Linked DNA regions of Mus musculus: regions 2 and 3 are each linked to region 1. A link is a contact called in public Hi-C data. All regions are on one chromosome and are shown on one strand. The core of a region is the stretch at or near the end of the contact, and the rest is flanking DNA. Distances in the headings are between cores, read along the strand shown. Region 1 has its middle 37 kb from the start of Zfp202. Region 2 overlaps Clmp (CXADR-like membrane protein). Region 3 has its middle 41 kb from the start of Gm39319.

Evidence for each region. A called contact is a pair of places that touch in the nucleus more often than the background predicts.
Region 2: a Hi-C map of the BV-2 cell line shows a contact between it and region 1, with 2.2 times the contacts expected there. The contact joins two enhancer-like sites. A contact is called at or near these places in 4 of 484 Hi-C or Micro-C datasets (the BV-2 cell line, the Ba/F3 cell line, the HL-1 cell line and 1 more).
Region 3: a contact with region 1 is called in a Hi-C map of the N1E-115 cell line, with 8 times the contacts expected there. The contact joins two enhancer-like sites. A contact is called at or near these places in 9 of 484 Hi-C or Micro-C datasets (the N1E-115 cell line, adipose-derived mesenchymal stem cells, cerebellar granule neurons and 5 more) and 4 of 115 datasets of contacts at active chromatin or transcription factors (bone marrow-derived dendritic cells and embryonic stem cells).

What each region holds. Positions count from the first base shown.
Region 1 is chr9:40,226,787-40,231,038 of GRCm38.p6, reverse strand. No RefSeq gene overlaps it. Among named protein-coding and RNA genes, the nearest start is that of Zfp202, 37 kb to the right of the region's middle. Within about 2 kb of position 2,003, at least 11 of the 459 cell types and tissues checked have an H3K27ac peak or open chromatin away from gene starts, as enhancers often do. A contact at or near this core is called in the BV-2 cell line and the N1E-115 cell line, where this site is marked.
Region 2 is chr9:40,731,198-40,735,449 of GRCm38.p6, reverse strand. The region is part of intron 1 of Clmp (CXADR-like membrane protein); the gene reads right to left. Among named protein-coding and RNA genes, the nearest start is that of Clmp, 47 kb to the right of the region's middle. RefSeq lists an enhancer at 3,043-4,252. Within about 2 kb of position 1,984, at least 45 of the 459 cell types and tissues checked have an H3K27ac peak or open chromatin away from gene starts, as enhancers often do. A contact at or near this core is called in the BV-2 cell line, where this site is marked.
Region 3 is chr9:40,623,037-40,627,288 of GRCm38.p6, reverse strand. No RefSeq gene overlaps it. Among named protein-coding and RNA genes, the nearest start is that of Gm39319, 41 kb to the left of the region's middle. Within about 2 kb of position 2,243, at least 6 of the 459 cell types and tissues checked have an H3K27ac peak or open chromatin away from gene starts, as enhancers often do. A contact at or near this core is called in the N1E-115 cell line, where this site is marked.

The sequences.
Region 1 (4,252 bases), core at 754-3,253:
GTTCCTGCTCTGTCCAGTGTTGAACAGAATGTTATTGGTCCTGTTCTCAGAAAATGAATATTATAGTGTGGAAAAAGTCATTTGGACATACAATACACAACTCAGTGTTGGGTATTAACGTGTGGCAAGATGACGTTTTTGTTTGTTTGTTTGTTCGTTTGTTTGTTTTTGTTTTGAGACAGGGTTTCTCTGTGTAGCCCTGGCTATCCTGGAAGTTACTCTGTAGACCAGGCTGGCCTCGAACTCAGAAATCCGCCTCCCTCTGCCTCCCAAGTTCTGGGATTAAAGGCATGGGCCATGACTGCCCGGCAAGACGTTTTAAAAGCAGGTATCAGAAAGAGGTCTCTTTGAGTAAGTGACAGCTATACAGGGACTTTGAGATCAAAGGACAACCTGAGGAAACGTCTGGGGAAGTGAGTCCTGGAGAGAGAAGAGAAGGTGCCAGGTTGTGAGACAGGAGCATGGAACCGAGTGAGCAGTAGGCAGCTAGCATGACTGGAGGATGGGGAGCAAAGCACAGAAGAACAAGGAAGACACAGGAGATCTTCGTCTTAAATGTGATGGGAAGCCACTGGATAATTGGCAGGGAGGTGACCACCCGAGAGTGGTGTTTAGATGCTCTCCCCAGTCATATCAATTGGAAGGAGGCAGAGGAACCAGTTAGAAGCCTTGTTAAACTTTAAGAGTTAGTCTGCCTTGGACTAGGTGGTAGATAGGCATTCCAACAGTCATAGAATGTGGGGATTGGCAAAAATGCGACCAGTGATGTTTGCTAGAAGACTTGACAGGAGAAAGAGAGAAGTTAGGAGTTGGGCCTGGGCCCCTGCATGTGTACATATGTGCTTTTACCTCTGAGCGCTAGCTACCACCAGCTCAGCCACCACTCTACCAACAGGGTTTGTTTAGTTCTGGGGTATGAAAACTTGACAGACGGGTCGATGGGCTCGCCAATGAACCAAACAATCCCTAGAAATAGTGAACATTGCCATATGCGGGAAAAAAGTGGATTCTGCCTTATATGGTAATTTAGGTTATTAAGTATTTTACCCAGATTACCAGGGGTTATCCAGGTGGTTCCTAAATGCCACCAAGGTCTCCTGAGACAGAGGGAAAGGGAGATGACTCATAGCAAACAAGCTTATACAAGTAGCGGTTAAGGGACAAGTCTAGGGTATCAGGTGTTCCCCAACCTTGAAGGAGCTAGGAATGGATTTTCTTCCAGTTCCCCAGAGTGAGGCTGGGCCAACTCCTGGACTTCAGTGAAACTAGTTTGGAGCACCGAGTCTCCAGAACAATGAGAAAGGAAATTTCAGATGTTTGAAGCCAGCAGATTCCTGAAAGTTGTTGCAGCTGCTGTAATCACTCATCCAACTGCAAGACAAGACTGGACCAGGGCAGGTGTCAAGATAAAAGGAATCAGCACATTAGACAACGGATGGATGGAATAAAAGATTGGCAAGCGGGCTAGGACCATACGTGTTGTAGGGAAGGCCAGGGAGTGTGTTTGCTGGAGAAGGAGAGGCAGATAGGGGGAGATGGATGTCTCTGGGTGGTGGCGCCTGGACCAGATAAGTATCTTGCCCCAGTGCTGAGACAGGCCTGCCAATTCGATCCAAATTGGATTTTTCATGCTTTAATTGGGCTTTGCTGAAACCATGCTTTTCTTTTTCATGTCTAATTTCAAGCCTTGAAACGATCCCTTGGTTTAAATTGGGCGGTTTCCCAATGCTGTTTTCTTTCTGTTCAAACAAGGTTGACTTTGATTGACTGGCAGTTCTCAGCTACCCAATTTGCTCTCCTTTGTGCTGGTTCAACATGGCAAATGTCAGCCCCCGTGGCTGCCTCCCCTGCCCACTCACCTCATCCTTCTCTGTGGTGCTACAGCCTGGGGCTGAGGGCACAGGACGCTTGGTCATCAACCAGTGTCTCCTATGCCACTTATCCTATTCAAACAGCTCCGTTCCTAAAATAACTGTCTTTGAACTTCCTATAATCTCATTGTGGTGTCTGTCTCCTTAAGAAAAAAGGAACCTAACATGGAGAGAGTGCACGTAACTATAATCCCCCCCCACACACCCCTGCCGCAGGCTGCTGCTGAGGCACAACAAAGGATCATGAATTTGAGGCTAGCCTGGGCTACAGATTATGATTCTAATTTTTCACATACTTATATTATTGATGGAGAGTTGACTGTTTTCAGTATTTTGCTAGTATATGTAATTTTCCATGGGTGCATATAATCATTTTATTTCTTCTGACCAGCACTCAGAAGTATCTGTAACATGCTTTTAGCAACAACTATAAAGAACTCTTCAAATGTTGGCTTCAGTTGCCCCTCCCCAGGAGTGGGAGAGAGCCCAGTTGCTCCCCAGACCTACCATCTCTGGGGTTCTGAGCCCTTCTCAGTGGAGTTATTCTGTTGGGGTGCATGGTAGACTCTCACGGACCTGATGGTTTAAAGTTTCCTGCTGATAACGGTGCTCCCGCCTCCCTTGTGCTTTGTACCCATTTGCATGTCCTCATGTGCGACCTGTCTTGTTTGGAGCGTTGCTCCCAGAAGATGTTATATTTTTATGTCATTATTGTACTTTTACATTATCAATATAGCTCTCCAACCTCATAGATAATAAGCTCCTTTATACCCAAGAGCTATGCACTATTCATTAATTTCCTAGTGCATAGCTTATGCTTCCCACTGTACACTTGCTGAATAAAAAGAACAGGTGTTTAGGACTCACTCCATGATGATGAAATGTCGCCACCTTGTGTCCAGAGTGAATGAGCAGGAGGATGCAAAGTCAGTTGGCTTACTTATTCCTTGAGCTCATTTTGTTTTGTTTTGTTTTGTTTTGTTTTGTTTTGTTTTTTGAGACAGGGTTTCTCTGTGTAGTCCTGGCTGTCCTGGAGCTCACTGTGTAGACCAGGCTGGCATCGAACTCAGAAATCCGCCTGCCTCTGCCTCCCAAGTGCTGGGATTAAAGGCGTGCGCCACCACTGCCCAGCCCTTGAGCTCATTCTTAAATTCTCCCTGCCTCTTTCCTTTTCTCTGTCTCTGTCTCTCTCTATTTCTCTCTGTCTCTGTCTCTGTGTGTGTGTGTGTGTATGTGTGTGTTTTGAGACAGGGTCTCACCCTGTAGCCCAGGCTGCCCAAGGATTCACTAGTTAGTTCCTGTCTTGGATTCACAGCAATCCTCCTCCCTTTGTCCTCTGAGTGTTGGAGTAACAGGCAGGAACCCCTATGCCTTGTTTTGAGCTTTCTTTTATACGTGACATAAAAAAAATACATTGCGTATTTCTTCCACATACTTATTTTTTTCTTTAAAATTATATACTTATTTTCATTTTGTTGAAAACACTTGAGGTTTAGGTTTGTGTGACTTTCACTACTTGAGCAGCTGATGACAGTTTAAGATGCTGGGCGGTATATACTCAGGAAAAGCGGTCAATCAGTGGTCATTGTGTTCTAACTGTGTGGCAGGTGCTGAACATACTCTGAGATATATTCAAAAATATTTGACATTCTCAGAGGCTAAAAAAATGGAATATTATAGGAAAAAGGCCTGAAAAAGCCAGTGTTCACCAATTCATTCATCAGTCCGTGATCGAACACACACTGCTGTGCATTTGCCGTGTGCCAGACACTGCAGCATACGGTAAAACCCAAAGGTGTATGCTTTAAACCCTGGCTGCTCCAAGGAAACCTACATTAAAATTAGATTTGTTTGCGCCAAATTCAGGACTTTTTTGTAGTTTTGCCTGACTATAAATCCCTGCAGCCTGAGCTTGCTGTGTGACAGTCTTTCCCTGGGGAGATACAACGTGTGGGCCTACTCATCTCAGAAAGGGAGGGAGTCCACAATGGATTAAAGTAATGATTGTGCCAATGTCCACTTTACTAACAGGAAGATGGGTGGAGGGTTACTCAGAAAACAGCCACTTTACTACAAGGCCCTCCAGACATGAGAACTGTATCCCTGAACAGCTTGACCTACCCAACATCTCTTTCCTTAGTTTGGCTGCTCAGAGTCTCCACCTCCAACGACTGTTGGGAGACCCAGAGTCACCTCTGGTTACAGATAGATGAGGGGGTCCTAGACAAAGGTGGGAGGGGGTGCCAGACTTCACTGATCATCTCAGTTCTTTCTCCCTCCTAAGTCACTCATCAGCCCACCATTAGGATGAAAGGCAACAGTGGATTGATGAGGTCTAGAGACATCATGCGTGCCTTCCTCCATGGATGACTTCTCTGTCC
Region 2 (4,252 bases), core at 735-3,234, 500 kb before region 1:
ACACATGAATACATGTACACACACATAAACATTAAAAAGAAATCAAAACAATTAGAAAACCCAGTGTAACACCAGTGGTCACCTGAGCTGACTGGAGTCAAACTGAAGTCCTCCCTGCCATTTACTAAGATCCTTCACTGACCTAAGCTTATTGTAATATGTGCGAATGAGCATTAGTATGGCTGTCATCAGATTAACTATAATAAATGTGAACTAGCCAGTATCTCCAGAGCTCCCAGGGACTAAACCACCAACCAAAGAGCACACATGGTGGGACTCATGGCTCCAGCTGCATATGCAGCAGAGGATGGCCTAGTCAGACATCAATGGGAGGAGAGGCCCTTGGTCCTGTGAAGGTTCTATGCCCCAGTGTGGGGGAATGCCTGTGCCAGAAAGCGGGAGTGGGTAGGTTGGTGAGCAGGGGGAGGGAGCAGGGGGTATGTATGGGTAGGGTGTTTTTCAGAGGGGGAATCAGGAAAGGGGATAACATTGGAAATGTAAATAAAGAAAATATCCAATGGGAAAAAAGATTAACTATAATAGCTCTTGTTTGAAGCACAAAGCATTGTCCCCATAGAAAAGAGATGCTTCTTGACTTATAATAGGGCTATCTTCTGACAAATTATCACATTAAATGAAAAGATCAGAAATTTCTAGTGCCTTCATATTTAACCCATAAAACACCAGAACTTAGAAACATCGTGGGCTGGAGAGAGAACAAGGGTAGTTTGTCCTCACAGTCAGGTGGCTGACTGCGATGGGGGCTCCCTGCAACAGCTCAGAGTCATGAGAAAGGACAGGTCATCTTGTTTTGCAGCCCTGGGGAAAGAACAGGACCAAAGTAGGATGTCAACTGAGTGCATGTTACTTTTGCTCCATCGTCAGGTCAACACACAAACAAACAAACAAAGAAACAACCCTAAATCGATCCATTGTACACCTTAGCTATTCTACCAAGGAGTGGGAAGAGACAAGAGGGCACGTGCCTACAACCTCAGCTTTTAGGAGGTGAGGCAGGAGGATGAGGAGTTTAAGGTGATTGTTGTCTACATAGTGGGTTTGAGGCCAATGTGAGTGAGCTATCTGATACTCTTTGGGGGAAAAATACAGAAGAAAGAAGAACAAGTCTTTTGGCTATAGCTCAGTTTTAAAATGCTTGCCTAGCATTCATGAAGCCCTGAGTTCGAGTCTCTGTACCACCACACACACACACACACACACACACACACACACAAAGTGCAAAACCGAGGCAGTGAGATATCTCAGCAGGTATAAGTCTGGAGTCCCGAGTTCAATCCCTGGAACCCACATAAAGGTGGAGAGAGAGAGAGAACCAGCCCCATAGAATTGTCCTCTGACCTGCATGCTGTGTCATGGCACAGGGGTACCTACACACACACACACACACACACACACACACACTCACACACACACACACACACACACACTCACACATGCACACACACACACATACACGCTCATACAAGAAACAAACAAACAACACATCTTTAAAAAGAATCAGAATTGAATCCAAATGCTGGGCAGAGCTTCTGTTCACACAAATAGCCAGCTAGGATTTCCAAGTCTCCAGGTCAGTTCTTCACCCAGGCCCACATCCTGGGTGCAGAGCAACCCAGGACTCACAAGACAGCGTTTACTTTGGGAACCAACAAAGGAAAGCTATTTGAGGTAGTGCATGGGCTAGCCACGTAGAGATGGCTAGTTCTTATGTAACAGTTTCCCCAACATTTCCTAAGGCTGACTCCTGAGGTCATATGTAATCACTAAAGGAATCAGGGAAAGACGAGACATTTCCACTGACTTCCTTGGAGGACGGACAGGATGTTAACACTAGAAATCCAGCTGAAAGGTAGAACAGGGTCAGGTCTGTGTGGTGGCAAGCATTTCCCTTGACTGAGCCCGGGGTCAGAACCCTCTAAGGCCTTCTTTTGCTTCTTCTCAACCCTGGGTGCTATGCTGACCCACTTATGTCAGCAGGAAACTTCCTGAGTCACTTTAATGACACATCCCACTCTTGATCTATCTGGCTTACCACCATGCTCTACTTTTTTTTTTTTTTTTTGGTTTTTTGAGACAGGGTTTCTCTGTATAGCCCTGGCTGTCCTGGAACTCACTTTGTAGACCAGGCTGGCTTCGAACTCAGAGATCCACCTGCCTCTGCCTCCCGAGTGCTGGGATTAAAGGCGTGCACCATCACCGCCCGGCTCATGCTCTACTTTTATTAGGTCTGTTTTAGAAAAAAAAAAATTGCCCCATTCTTAATGTTTCTATCCTCCGATTTCCCCTCCCTGCTCCATGGCTGCAAATCTATTCTTTTTATATTTAAAGTTCATTTCCATCTCTCTCTCCTCCTACAAATCCCATTGTAGTGACCACGGATAGGGCCCGAAAAGATAACACTTTGGCACATTGAATATTTTAAGCTGAAAGGGTGGGAGGAAAAAGCAGAGGGATCCTGTGATCTTCTCCTGTAGCACGCAGATTCTGGGAGAGATGTCCTTCCTATACCCAGAGAGAAAAGGGCTGAGGGACACGGAGCGGTGAACAGCCTCACACAGCCTGGCCTTCCAGTTCGTTCCCCTCGCCCCACAACTTTCCACTATAAAAACACTCAGGTTGAATCATTTCTTTGAGCCTTCATTTCCTTGCCAATGTTCTGATGTCAGAGAAGACATTAAATTTAGATGCTTTTCTCTTGATCATCTGTCTTTTGTTATAGGGACCTGGCTAAGAACATGGAGGGGTAAAAGGAAAGTTATTATTATTTTTAAAAATTTTTTATACTTCCTTTAGAAAGACTTCTCCTTTCCACCTCCAGCAAGTATTATGAATAGTTTTTTTTTTCTTTTGCAATAACATACTGAGGGGATTAGGTCATTCTTGGTACACAGGCCAAGAGGAGCCAATGGGGGTTTAAAGCAGGGGGGCTTTAAGTCTGAGTCTGTAAAGCTAGCATATGAGCTGTTAGCACTGTGACAGATGCCACACAGGGAGGGAGGGAGGGAGGGTTTGGTGTCGTGGAGACCAGCTGCAGTGTATCTGAGGGTCACATTAAACAACGAGCTGTTTTTGATCCTCTGAAATTTTCTGTTTCTGAATTATCTCAATAACAATAAAATACCTGGGGAGATGATCAAACATCTTTGCGTTGTTTATATAGATATTCTAAAAAATAAGTTATGTCTAGGGAAGGGAAGAGTGAGTAAGATTCAAGGTTAGTTCCCAGCACCTACCTTGGGTAGCTCACAATCACTTGTAACTACATCTTCAGGGCCCCAATGGCCTCTCTTGGTCTTTGTGGGTGTCTGTACTCCTATGCGTATGTGCGCGCAAACACACACACACACACACACACACACACACACTCACACACACACACTCACACACACACACACACACACAATTAAAAAATAAAATGAACTTTAAAAAAAAATTAAGTTATGCCTGTAAAAACCGCCAACTCTGTTTTATAAAGCCTGTTTACTATAGATGTTGTGGTCAAGGCTAAAGACCTGCAATGAATGTCCCAGAGAGCTCAGAACCCTGGCTCCTCCTTTAAACATGGATTCCCCTTTCCTTAGCCCCTCCCTTCATAGCAGCCCAAATCCTGAACAGGCTTTCCCTGACACCCGGGCTTTCTTACTTTCTGACTTCCACTCCTAGTTTCCCCGCTATTCCCCTGTTCCCTTTCAGCTTACTTGCCATGTTGTTTTTCTGTCAAACTTTAATAATAAAATTGTTCTAGAGCTTCCTTCTGAGTCCGTTTTAAAATTCTTTTATTAATGAGACTAAGAACGCAAAGGGAGATCGCCGTTTCCCTGGCAACAGATATTTCAGGAATGCAGACCAGGTATGGGGTTGTGGAAGAAGTCTGCAGTAAATTTCTACCTCCAGTGTAACATTTCATGGCTGCAGCCCAGGATACCGCGTTCAAGAAATACCGAGTGCAACGTGAAACCCAAAGGGTTCTTTTAGTAACTTACAGTAAAAAGAACTGGGCTTACGGGCTGGAGAACGTCTTTTGGCTCCCAGCGTGACAGGCTGCTAAATTAGACTGTCAGGGTTTGTCCTCCTTCCAAACCAAGTAAGTCAACCGTCTGTGCCCACCTTCCTGAGTCCCATGTGCGTTTCTATTCAAATCCTTCTCTAGAAAATCAAATTAGAAAGCTCAATTTCTGTAGCTCACAAAATTGTGCCCCACACAGAAGAAGGAACCGGGAAAGATTCCGAG
Region 3 (4,252 bases), core at 994-3,493, 400 kb before region 1:
TAAATGCCGCTAACCCATGCTCCCCCTCCCCCATCCTTCCTTTTGCTTCTTTACCTTTAAGTTACACCTGCTCTTCTAATGCTCTTTCCTTTTGCTTTTAACATCCTTCTTCATTTTCCATGGAAGGAAAAGAAAGAGAAGAAAAAGAAACCCCAGTGCCTATTATTGTCTGAGCTAAGAATATGTTTTCTTGGTTCTTGGCTAGGAGTCTATAGCTCAGTGCTTTAGGGTGATATTTTACTCGACGATCAATAAAGCTTTTCCATTTCAGAATTATTAACCCTGGGTCTGCCATCGAAGTTAAAATATTTTTTCTATTCATTCCACATCCGATTCACATCTTTGTTCATCCGTTCGAGAGAGGGACAGCATTAATCACTTCAACGATATCCACAAAGGATATTTCTGTTCTTGGCTCTGGGGGGTTCGAGCCGTATTTGTAGACAGAAGGGGCTTAAGTGGGGACTGAAGGGAAATGCAAACACGATTCGCTTTAGATTTTCTGGTGAGCGTTGAGACAGGGCAGCAAGGATAGGGAGGTGGATAGCTCCATTAACTCTGTAGGGGAAGCTGCTTGGAATAGCTGCCTGTTTGCATGGGAGCTAAATAATGAGAAGGAACCAGCAGTGTGGCACCTCGGGGCAGAGCCTCTGGGCAGCAGGGTTAGCAAGGATACAAGTCCCCTGGTGAGACTCAACCTCTGCAGGAGCTGCGTATGGACAGCTGAGGCCACAGCAAGAGGAACAGAGGGAGGTAGGCTTAGAGAGTCAGGGGCTGGCAAATTCATTTCCTCGGCTTCCCTCTCTCTTTCCTCTCTCCGTTGTGGGGCTGAGGATCCATTAGGAAAGCATCTACCAAGGAGCTACATCCCTGGCTTCAGTCCTCACCCTAGCTGTGAGTAGAGGGACTCTACTCTTCTAACAAGATCTCACATAATTCAAAGGTCATGCTGGCTGCTGGATTGTAAGGAAACAGAGAAGGCAGCACCACAGTCAAGAATGAGGACTTTATTCATTTATTTATTTATCTATTTATTTATTGGATTCCCCTGGAACAGGTGCTATAGACAGCTGTGAGCTGCCATGTAGGTGTTGGAAATTGAACCCAGATCCTCTGGAAGAGCAGCCATTTTTCTTAACTGCTGAGCCATCTCTTCATCTGAGCTCCGGCTGCAGAACCATCTTGTTTGAAGCAGTCTTGCTATGTAGTCTAGGCTGGCTTTGAACTCAGTGATCTTACTGCCGCAACTTCCTCAGTGCCAGCATGTCAGCAATGCACTAAAGAAGATTTTGTGGCAATGCAGGTAACACGGGGAGGGGAACCCTGTTCCTCAGCTTTTCAACAGTGCTGGGGTGCAGCGCGGGCTGAGACGATTTTAGGAAGAGGAAAGATTTGATTTTTGGCATGCACAGCTTCCGTGGTTTCAGTCCATGGTCATCTGACCTTGTTACTTTGGGTTTGTGGTGACAGTAATGTACCACGCACATTGTGGTGGAACACACAGTAGGCGAGTAAGCAGAGAGGGACAGGAAAAGGCTGGTATCCCAACAGCCCCTTCAGAATCACAGGTTACCCATTAGGCCCCATCTCCATCACCCATTCGTGTCACCCCAGAGGCCATTTCAATATGACTGGTATTCTTATAAGACAATCAGGACATAGACACATGGGGAGAATGCTTCGAGAAGACAGGATGCTTAAGGACTGCCAAACAGTGCTGGCTACCACCCAAAGCTAGAGAGACACAGGCAGGGTTTTCCACTACCCAGTTCAGAGTTTGCCCCTTCCAGGATCTTTGGACTGTTGGCTTCTAGAACCATGAGGAATGATGACAACCAGTTTGTGGCACTTTGTTACAAGGGACAGAGAGATGGGGAGAAAAGCCATTGGCGATATGATAGCAGGAAAGGTGACCCAAGTTTAAGCTGCAGCAGCAGGTTAAAGCATCTGAAAAGACAGGGAAAGGCTGCCTTCCACGTGGGCGGGGCATCCTTCATGTGGATCGCTACATTCAAGCTGGAGAAGTAAGTCTGACAGGGCAGCAACAGTAATTTCCAGACTCCGAGGGCAGCCTAGGAACTGACACATCGATTCCTAGGATCTTGGAACCGAGAGGAGTAGTTTTAGCTCACAGTACTTCTGTTTATCTATCCAGTTATCCATTCACATAATAGTATGTAATGTCCTGGGCTGGCTTTGGCTCTTGATCTACAGGTGATTCACTCATCTTCACTGAAGCTTGTCCTGAAGCCTCAGATCTGTAGATATCTCTGACTCACTTAATGAACGCCGGAACTCAGCATCTCTGTACCCAGCTTTGCTCTGCCTCCCAGGCCTGCAGCCTCCCCTGTACCCTTCTCAGTGAAGGATCTCTCTTCTGCTTGCTTGCAAGCAGGGGTCTAAGAGGGCTCTGGAGGCCCCCGAAGGCAGTATCTGGGCCAGCTCCTCAGCCTGCAACTCTGGTTGTGTTTACAGTGGGTCATTACTGGGATGAACAGGTGACCCCATTCTTGCTTTTCCATCCAATGGCAGAACAAGACTTATTTTTCAGTTTGTTTTAAAGAAATTCTCCCTGTACCATAAAAACTCAGTTGTGTGAACAATATGGATTCTGGGAGAATACTTTAGAAATCTGGACAATGTTGTAGGATGTATGCTTGCTTACTTTTAAATTTTGTTTGTACGTGTGTGACAGTATGTCTATGCATATATGAAGATGATGTCTGGTGTATGCACGCATGGATGTGTATGCTCGTGTGTGTGTGTGTGTGTGTGTGTGTGTGTGTGTGTGTAGAAGCCAGAAGAGGGCATCAGGGTGGAGTATCAGCTCAAGACACCCTACGACTAAGTTCTCAGGACAAAGGACATTTATTTGACCTAGAAGGACAGAGGGTAGGGAAGAAGAGACAAAAACAGGAGATAGAGGATGAGGGAGAAGGGAAAAGGGAGCAAGGGGGGGGGGGTTTGGGATATTTGTCTCAAAGGGTCCAAAGGCCAGCCTCTGCACAGAGAGAAGACAGACATGGCCCAGTGGTAAATGGCAGTTTATAAAGGTACAAAGTGAAATCCTGTGTCAGGATGAGGTATTAATTTTAATTGGGCATGCTAATTAGGTGGAGCTTTAATTAGGGGGTTTTGGATTGATAAACTTCAGTACTTTGATAGTTGGACCCTGGTAGTCAGCCACAGGAGGAGGAAGTGGCCAAATAAGGGAATAGATCTTGGCAGGGCTAGCTTTAGGAATGTAATGGAAAGGTTTTTAGCAAGGAAGAGGGAATGGGGGTGGAGGGCGAGAAGGGAAAGGCCTGCCAGAGCCACTTTGCCGCACTCAGACTGGCTAGTGCACCTTTAAGCTGTCCTGTTCTTTCTCTCATCTCTCCTGCATGATAGTTCTTTACTGAACCTGGAGCTAGACCAGCAGCCAGCAAGCCCCACCTGCCCCTGCAGGTGGGGCTGAGCTACAGGTGAGTCTCTGACTGCCCCTGCAGTGCTGAGCTACAGGTGAGAATCTCAGACATGGGCTCTGGGGATTTGCATCCATGTCCCCATGTCTGCCTAGCAAGTGCTCTTGCCAGTCAACCACCTCCTCAGTCCCAAGTGTGCTTTCTCTAAACCAAAAAGCAAGGCAGAAGCAGTGTGTCCCGTGGCACTTGAGAAGATATTGGTTCCTTGTCCCCAGACACATGAACTGAAGATTAACCTTACCTGTGGCATTGCCCTCTCTTCAGGAAGCAGGACAGAAGACCGGGTGGTATATAATAGTGGAAGGCAGCCATTCAGTTCCTTACTTTATGCTTTAAAATAATTATTTTGTTTCCATTCCTCTCCTGTTCCATACCCCCCCCCCTCTTGTTATGGATTGGATAATTGTGCCACTCAGAATTCAAATACTGAAGATATCTAACCCCTAAGGTGACATTACTTGGAGGCTTTGAAAAAGTGATAACTTTACATGAACTCACGGGAAGGGGCTCCGTGACAGATTGCTATTCCCATAGGAAAAGGAAGAGAGACCAGAGTTCCCTCTGCCATCTTGTTCAGGCTGCCGGCTGTCTGGACACTAGGGGAAGAATCTTGCTGAGGATTTAGACCGTCAGCGCTTTGATTCAGTCTCCGGAAAGTCACAGATTGTGGGGAGTGGATGAAATACTGAGGGAAGGCGTCTTGTTGGCATGGACTCCAGTGATATCAAGGACCCAGTGTTCTAGAACCATGGGGATTGGCAAACCTTTCCTTGGTCAGGCTCAGGAAA